2 separate regions of the Mus musculus genome follow, and region 2 is linked to region 1. The links are chromatin contacts, called in public ChIA-PET maps. All regions are on one chromosome and are shown on one strand. The core of a region is the stretch at or near the end of the contact, and the rest is flanking DNA. Distances in the headings are between cores, read along the strand shown.

Region 1 (3,685 bases), core at 576-3,075:
AAATACTACCTATTAGAATAAAAGCAAAGTGGATGAATTGACCAACACTGGGTGGGGTTAATGAGAGAAAGCTCCAAGGGAGGAAGTAAGTTTTCAGTAGAGGTTGAAGCAGGGGCAGGGCCATGGCTGGGGCAGAGGGAAGAGGAACTATATACTGTGGGGGAGGTGGCATGTCTTTGGGAAGGGTGCTGTGGCTACACAGTGGCCCTGGAAGCTGTGTCTCACTTGACAGTCATGTTCAGAGTTAGTATCAATGGACTGAGGTAAATTTTCAAGGAAGAGTCATGTTCGATATTGACATCAGAAGTGTGGTCTGGGCACACCCACTTTGGAACGAGCACACCCTGGATCCAGTCAAGTCTGAGTTCACCTCTGAGCGAGGCCACTTATAATCTGGTCAACCTCACAGGTCTCACCTCCCTGAACTGTAAAATGAGGAAATTATTTCATAAGGCTCTGGTGAGGATGAAATACAGGGAGATAACGGACACAAAGTGTTTAGTTCCTTACCTGATAAAGAAGGGCTCCTGAGTGTTCGAGTGGTTGGGAAAACAAGGTCTACTGCTCACAGGCCAGAATGACAGCTAGGGGAAACGGCTTCAAGTTCTCAAAAGGGAAAGTGTAGCTTGGGGGTGCCTAGATCCTGAGCTCAGCCAATCGGTCTCCGTCTCCATGTGTTCCTGTGATGAAGTCAGCCCAGATCTGCACACAGCTCAAAGGCTGGATCTAATTGATGCTTGTCTGTAGAGCTAAATATCAGCCTCTGAGGCTAGTCTGCTGCAGACTGAGCCCTCACTACCAAGATTTAGTGAATGGCTCAACGCTGAATGGAGTTAATGAGAAGCAGAAATTTCCAGCCACACGTGTGCTGATAAACGTGGAACAACCTACCGTCTGGATTTGTGTAGTGTTCACCTATTTCCATGGTGCAAATGGTTGCTCTGAGGCTGATGCCAGGCTACCAGGATGATGTTTCTGACTGTGGAGCTAGGAAGAGATGCTTTCTCAGCTCTCGCACACCCCTGCATCCATACCCCCATCCCTGAAGCTGGCTGAAGCTCCTCTCACAGCAGGGTGGGCTCCTGTTCTTCAGGCCAGGCTTTCTTGCCTTATTCCTGTCCGGAGGAGTTGAAGGGGAAGGGAGGGGAGGCATTCCTACTTTCTCCTCTGTCCTGTGCTCGGCAGAAGTATAGCTTCCCACCCAGGAGCCACTTCCTCTCTGTCCAGTTCCAGACTGATGAGCAAGTCCATTTTCCCCATGAGCTGAAACAAAACAAGACAAAACAGAAAAGTGGTCCTCCCATGAGCCTTCGTCAGAGCTCAGCTTTAAGATGAATCAGGGCAGGCCCAAGTGCATACTCTGGCGTCTTGGGGTTTACCAACACACTTCCTCCACAGAAATACTGTTGCTGCTCTTTCTCTTGCCCCTGCGAATGAGGCAGCGACAACTCAGCCACACCTGCACCTGGAGGTGAGGTGGCCAAGGCTTCACACTCCCAGCTTCCCCTTACCGCTACAGCAGGGAGAGTATGACTTCATCAGTTCAATGACAATTCTAATTCAGGGGGCGGGATGCTGGAGACAGAGGTCTCAGCAGTCCTCTGTGTGTTCCCTTGTAAAGATGAAGGTACTGAGGCCAGAGGGCAAGGTCTCAGGCAGGTCACTTCTAGAGACGGTGTTCTCTCTCCCCTCTCTCTCCCCTCCCTCTCCTCTCTCTCCTTTCTCTCCCCATCCTCCTCCCCACCCCACCCCACCTCTGCTGCTGCTGGGCAGTTTTCTGAGAGTTAACACTGATATTTTGCTCACGTCATTTCTTCTATAACCGCAGTGCTTCTGTGGGAGTAAGCACCTGCCCCCAGCAAGTTCTACACCTTCTTCTTCTTGCTCATAGCCCTGGGCATCCTGGCAGATTTGCAGATGATCCAGATCCACTCCAGCTCTGCAGTGAAAGGAGCGATAGGAAAAGCAGAGTTGGGGGTAGACACCCAGGCAGTTCTGTCTTAGGATATCTTCCTTCAAGTCCGGGAAAGAGCGTGTGTCCTCAGTGTCCTCCTGTAGCAACAGGCATCTCCAACTACCAAGCACGCCTGCATTGCCTACGTTAGCCAGGAATATGACAAGCCATACATACAAAATAGGGACCTTCTACTAGTCCCCTAATTGTCACCCGGAGCTTGTCTGTGAGAGTAGCTGCCCACTAAGCCCTAGGGATAAAGGGAAAGAGAAGAGCCTACAGCTTCCCACAACCTCATCTCTGACCACCAGAGAACCCGCCCTTTAGCACGGAGTCTTCTCCTAGTGCTTGAGAGCCACACTGGGTCCATGCAGTGAGGATATGGCTGCCTGTGAACCTCCTGGTTCACGGAGAGTGGAAAAGCTCTTTCCTAAATCTTACTAGACAGTAGTTCGCATTTCCTCCGTGGGGACCTTATCTGCTAGTACATTAAGACCCCAACCCAGCTCTGCCAAGAGACTGTTATGCTCTGCGGCTCAAAGAAAAAAATGTAGGAGAGGAGTTGATTAACTGAGACCGGAAAAGAGCTTTTTCTATGTATAAACAATGAGCCCATGTTCCTGGCAGGTCAGGTGTCCTGATCTCTCTCCCAGGTGGGAGGGAAGAACTGCTGGCCGCGCTCCTCTCACGGCCCTGAGTTTAGGAACAGGATTTCCTCTGCACATTGTCAGAGAGCAGATAAAAATCTTAATCTCAGGCACACACAGCCGCAGGCCTTGGGGCCTGCCACTGTGTGCTTAGCTTTCAGAAGTGAGAACGAACAATGGCTTTGGGACTCAGTATATAAGTGGGGAAGGCAAAGAAAGAGACCAGGGTGGAAGCTAGCGGGATATACAAACTTGCTGTGGAAGATGCAGGGCCATCCAGAGGGTCCAACCTGCACACAAGGCTCAGAAAATCCTGGGTCCTCTTTTACTGTTTTTGGCTTTCTTGTACCAGGTACAAAGCACACTGGATAGAGGTCTTTACCATTTTGTTTGTTTTCTTTGTGTGTGTGTGTCTGTGTATCTGTGTAGTGGATGCACACTTGTGCAGATGCACTCGTGTGTGTGTGTGTGTGTGTGTGTTTGTGTGTGTGTGTGTGTGTGTGTGTGTGTGTGTGTGTGTGTGTTGGAGGTTAGCTTTGGGAATCTTACCTTTATCATGCTCCACCTTGTGAGCCAAGGTCTCACACTGAACTTGAAGCTTGCCTGCTATCCAGCCCCACACAGGTAGTCACCACCACTGCTGGCTTTTATGTGGGCACTGGGGTTCTAAATGCATGTCCCCATGCTTTCACAGCAAGCACTTTACCCACTGAGCCATCTGCTTCTCACGACTGCCCCACACTTTTTCTTAAAGTGCTCAAATAGAGGCACTCGCCTCTGCGCTGCAAATCGGGCTCTTAGGAAGAGCTTGGCATCTCAGCAGAACTCAGAAGCTGGGAAAAGTTTCAGTCTTATCCTCCCAAATGTTTGTGCTAAGAGCTCGCTCGCTCACTTATTTTCCCAACATGCATCCTGTGCCTTTTCAGAGTAGGAGGAGATGAGAATTTTAGAAGTCTCATTTATTATGTGGTGCTGTATCAGAAAGTGCTCTGCACACAATTTTGCCATTGCCACACTTAACTGCAAAATATTCCTTATGGGAACATACAGCTTATCCCTATTGAAGGAGTTGGCCAACCAAGTT
Region 2 (3,685 bases), core at 541-3,040, 400 kb before region 1:
CCAGAGGAGGTAGACACATAAAGAAACAAGAGCAATAGCTCTTCATGACATCACTCTTTGCCCTGATTCAGACACAAACCTTATGACTGAGAGACAGAGTCCCATGTCAGACATGCAGTTGTCCTGTCAGGATGCAAGTGTTTTATGAGCATTTTCCTCACTCACTAACCCTTTCGGGAGAAAGAACTCAAAAAAGAATGAGGCTCAGGCAAGAAAGCATGGAGGAGACTGAAAATTCAAAGGGAGGGTTAGCTAAAGTCCAGACACCTTGAATGAAGAGAGTCAGGCTCTATCTGGCTCTACCTTCAGCAGGCTGTGAGGGCTTGCACTTGATTGAATCAGTTCCCAGTTTCCTGTTTAAAATCTGAAAGAAATGAGTTCTTGGTTAAGCTATGATGTTAGGATTTCTCGTGATTAGAAGCTTCCCACTGCATTTCTTCCAGTCCTTTACTTTCAAGCAAGTGCTAGAATGGTGAACCCTCAACATGAGACTTTTTGGGGACTGTGACATGAACTTCTGCACAAGCTGGCCAAAATGTATTCTGTCATTAGCAGTGTCTCCTTATGGAGCCTTGATGCCCAAGTTTTATGAGTTTAGAACTAACATGGTAACCAAGATGGAGGCAAATTGGTCTTTTCCAATTTAGCTCACTCAGAATCAACTTGTCTGCTCACAGCAAAGCAGTTTAAGAATCCCGTCATACTTAGACAGTGTGTCACTTTTCTTTTTTATTTTAACATTTGTATGTGTGTGTACATTGTTTTAGTTTTGTTTTTCCTTTTGATTTGAGACCAGATACTTCTGATGAGCTTGGTTGGCACTTACCGATTTGGCTAGTCATAGCTGCTAGTAAGCCCAACAGATAGTCCTGTCTCTGCACACAGAGCCCCAGATCACTGCTGGGGTTCCTGCAGTGCACCTTGTGTTCAGCGTTCTTACGTGGTGGGTTCTGGTAGGTTGGACTCTAGTCCTTATTTTTGCACAGCAAGCACTTGACCAACTAGGCCCATCTCCCCAGCCCTCAGTTTTAGTTTCTGAGTGGAACAGCACAGCTGTTTAATTTTTGTCTACTCTAAATCATTGAATTTTCATAACAATACAATGGTGGACATCAGGTTCTCCAAATTATAAATAAAGAAGCTGAACTGGAAATGTTTAAAGTAGTTCCCAAATGCTATGCTTCTCCTCCAGTGGAGGCAGAATTTGAATCCAGATGTGACTATTAGTATACACTCTTAGATATCTGCCAGGACTTGTGTATGGAAATGCATCAATAATATCTAAATACTAGCTTCAAGAAAAGTTATGTGGAGCTTATAAAATGCTAATCTTAATTTTTCAGCCTGGAGAGAATTAAACAAGCCTTATTGACTTCCCACAGAGAAGCCTGTTCAGCTAGGTACCATGAGGTTGAGAGATTAACACTGCAGAATGGAAACAAAGAACATTGATGAAGCACTTGGGTGAACTCGGGTAAGACATTTTCTCCAATCAAGTTATCAAAGCCGAATTCCTGTTAGTCCTTTTGGAACTCTTTTTGCTTATGAAGCAGATATGGATTGGAGGGCACACTGGTCCCTATTGTTGTTCTGCAGGCTTGCTTGTGTTAGGTCAGCATATTAGTTCCCCTACCTCTGTAAAGACTGAGAACCACATTTGGAATCAGGACAGGAAGTACACCCCCTCCTTAAACCCTTTACTTTCTGGAGAAGTCACGGGTGGTGAAGATGTTTCCTGCCATTCTTTACAGAAGCAAGAGTCGCTTTAGGGTTGTTTCATTATCAGTGGAGTAGTTGTCCCGTGGACCTCTGCCCTTGAAGAGTGAAAGAGCAGTCAAGACAGAGCCCACTAGCCTCACGTCGTCACAGTTGCAAGCAAGCAAACCTGTCATCTTCCTGTATTATCTACAAATGGTGTTTGTTTCCTTTGACGTATATTCTAACACTTGGGGCAGGAGGGATTTCTCGAAAAAACAATATTGTTGAGTATACCAATTCCCTGCCCCCAGCCATCCTTTCTGTTTCCTTTTCAAGGCTCCAGGAATTGCTAAATGGCATATCCTGGACAACCAACACTCTTCAGCTAAAAATACCAGAGGGTGAGCTTATCTCGAGCAATGCTTCCTCTCCAGGGGGTTCATAGACATTATCTCATTTATTCTTAAAAACACCCTGTGAGGTAGGGCATGGCCAAAGAACTGGATCCCAGAAAGGTAAGGAAGCTTTAAGACAAAAGGTCACTGGCAGAGGTTCGATTCTGAAGCCCGGCAGAACAGCTCAGATGTGTAACTTTCAAGCTGTAAAATCTACTCACCAGGCATCAATAACTTGACTGCAGGAGCCCAGAGACCCCCTTATTAAATAGATATAGATATAGGAGATAGAGATAGATAGAGATAGAGATAGAGATAGAGATAGAGATAGAGATAGAGATAGAGATAGAGATAGAGATAGAGATAGAGATAGAGATAGAGATATATAACAAGACTCCTGGCATACAGGAAAAGACAGAGCTTAGCGGAAATTGGATCCCCAAAGCTACTTCTTCAGGGTAATGATGATTTCTTTGTTATCTATAACAAACTGGAGAAGAACATTGATCATCTTTTCAAATTGTCCCATTGCCCTCCTAACCTCATCTGCTAACATGGCTTCATGTCCCACCTACACAAACTGGAACAACTGGCTTAGTTGTCTCAGAGAAACAAGATATATATATATATATATATATATATATATATATATATATATATATATATATATATATATATATATATATATATATATATATCCCTTCTAGAAGTCAGACATGACTTGCTTATACATACTTCAAAAACAGATTCCATAATCAACAAAATACATTGTTCTGACATTCTATATATTGTCTTATATTCCTTTCCTCAAGACTTGGTCCCATGCCCAAACCCGAGAGTCATGGCAGCTTCTAGGTCCTCTTAGGAGCATACGCAAATCCTGTTACTGACATATCTCCTCTATGCCCCTCATGACTAATTTTTTTCCCACCCATACTCATGCCCAAGGAGAATGAGCTTGGGAGCATGAACTACCGAGCTCCCTCCTCTCTGCCTGCTAGCTGATTTAGCAGGAGGTTAAGGGGAGACAAGAGTATGTTGTTAGTTTTACCTTATTTCTTCCCTGTAGGGTGACTATGACTGAGTCCTGCCCACAAGGCCAGCTCCTCCTTCAAACACTGCTCTTTGTCTGGGTTTTTAGTAAGCATCACTTCCTGATGGCCACCAGCCTGGAAGTTTTAAAGGATCCTCCTGCTAATGTTCCCAATTCTTTTGTCGTCCCTATTATATGTATTAAAGCCACAACACATTCTGTAAATAGTTCCTTCATAAACTTGTTACAGCTCCTAGATAGAATGGATTCCATTGGTCCTAGTTTGTTTTTTTTTTGATCTTGTAATAAAACCATGATCAAATGCACCATAGGGAAGAAAGACATTTATTTCATCTTGCAAGTTACAGCCTGCCATTGAAGGAAGCTCAAAGCAGGAGCCTGGAAGCACAAACAAAATCAGAAGCCATGGAGGAATGCTGCTTACTGGCTTGTTCTCTTGCTCTTGTTCATCAAACTTTCTAATACAGCCCAGACCTACCTGCCAAGGAATGGTACTTCCTGCAGCGGTCTGAGCTCTCCTGCATCAATTAACAAGCAA

Evidence for each region. ChIA-PET counts read pairs in DNA pulled down with a chosen protein or histone mark.
Region 2: an RNA polymerase II ChIA-PET map of effector CD8 T cells shows a contact between it and region 1, with 19 read pairs. The contact joins two enhancer-like sites. A contact is called at or near these places in 4 of 484 Hi-C or Micro-C datasets (CD4 T cells, CD8 T cells, Th1 cells and 1 more) and 4 of 115 datasets of contacts at active chromatin or transcription factors (effector CD8 T cells, large pre-B cells, regulatory T cells and 1 more).

Annotation. Positions count from the first base shown.
Region 1 is chr9:32,505,326-32,509,010 of GRCm38.p6, reverse strand. All of the region lies in intron 1 of Fli1 (Friend leukemia integration 1), which reads left to right. Among named protein-coding and RNA genes, the nearest start is that of Fli1, 34 kb to the left of the region's middle. Within about 2 kb of position 1,825, at least 134 of the 459 cell types and tissues checked have an H3K27ac peak or open chromatin away from gene starts, as enhancers often do. A contact at or near this core is called in CD8 T cells, Th1 cells, effector CD8 T cells and 1 more, where this site is marked.
Region 2 is chr9:32,904,701-32,908,385 of GRCm38.p6, reverse strand. It overlaps Gm27162 (predicted gene 27162), which reads left to right. Exons shown (of 4, transcript NR_131058.1): 4 at 1,344-3,685. Among named protein-coding and RNA genes, the nearest start is that of Gm27162, 22 kb to the left of the region's middle. Within about 2 kb of position 1,790, at least 56 of the 459 cell types and tissues checked have an H3K27ac peak or open chromatin away from gene starts, as enhancers often do. A contact at or near this core is called in CD8 T cells, Th1 cells, effector CD8 T cells and 1 more, where this site is marked.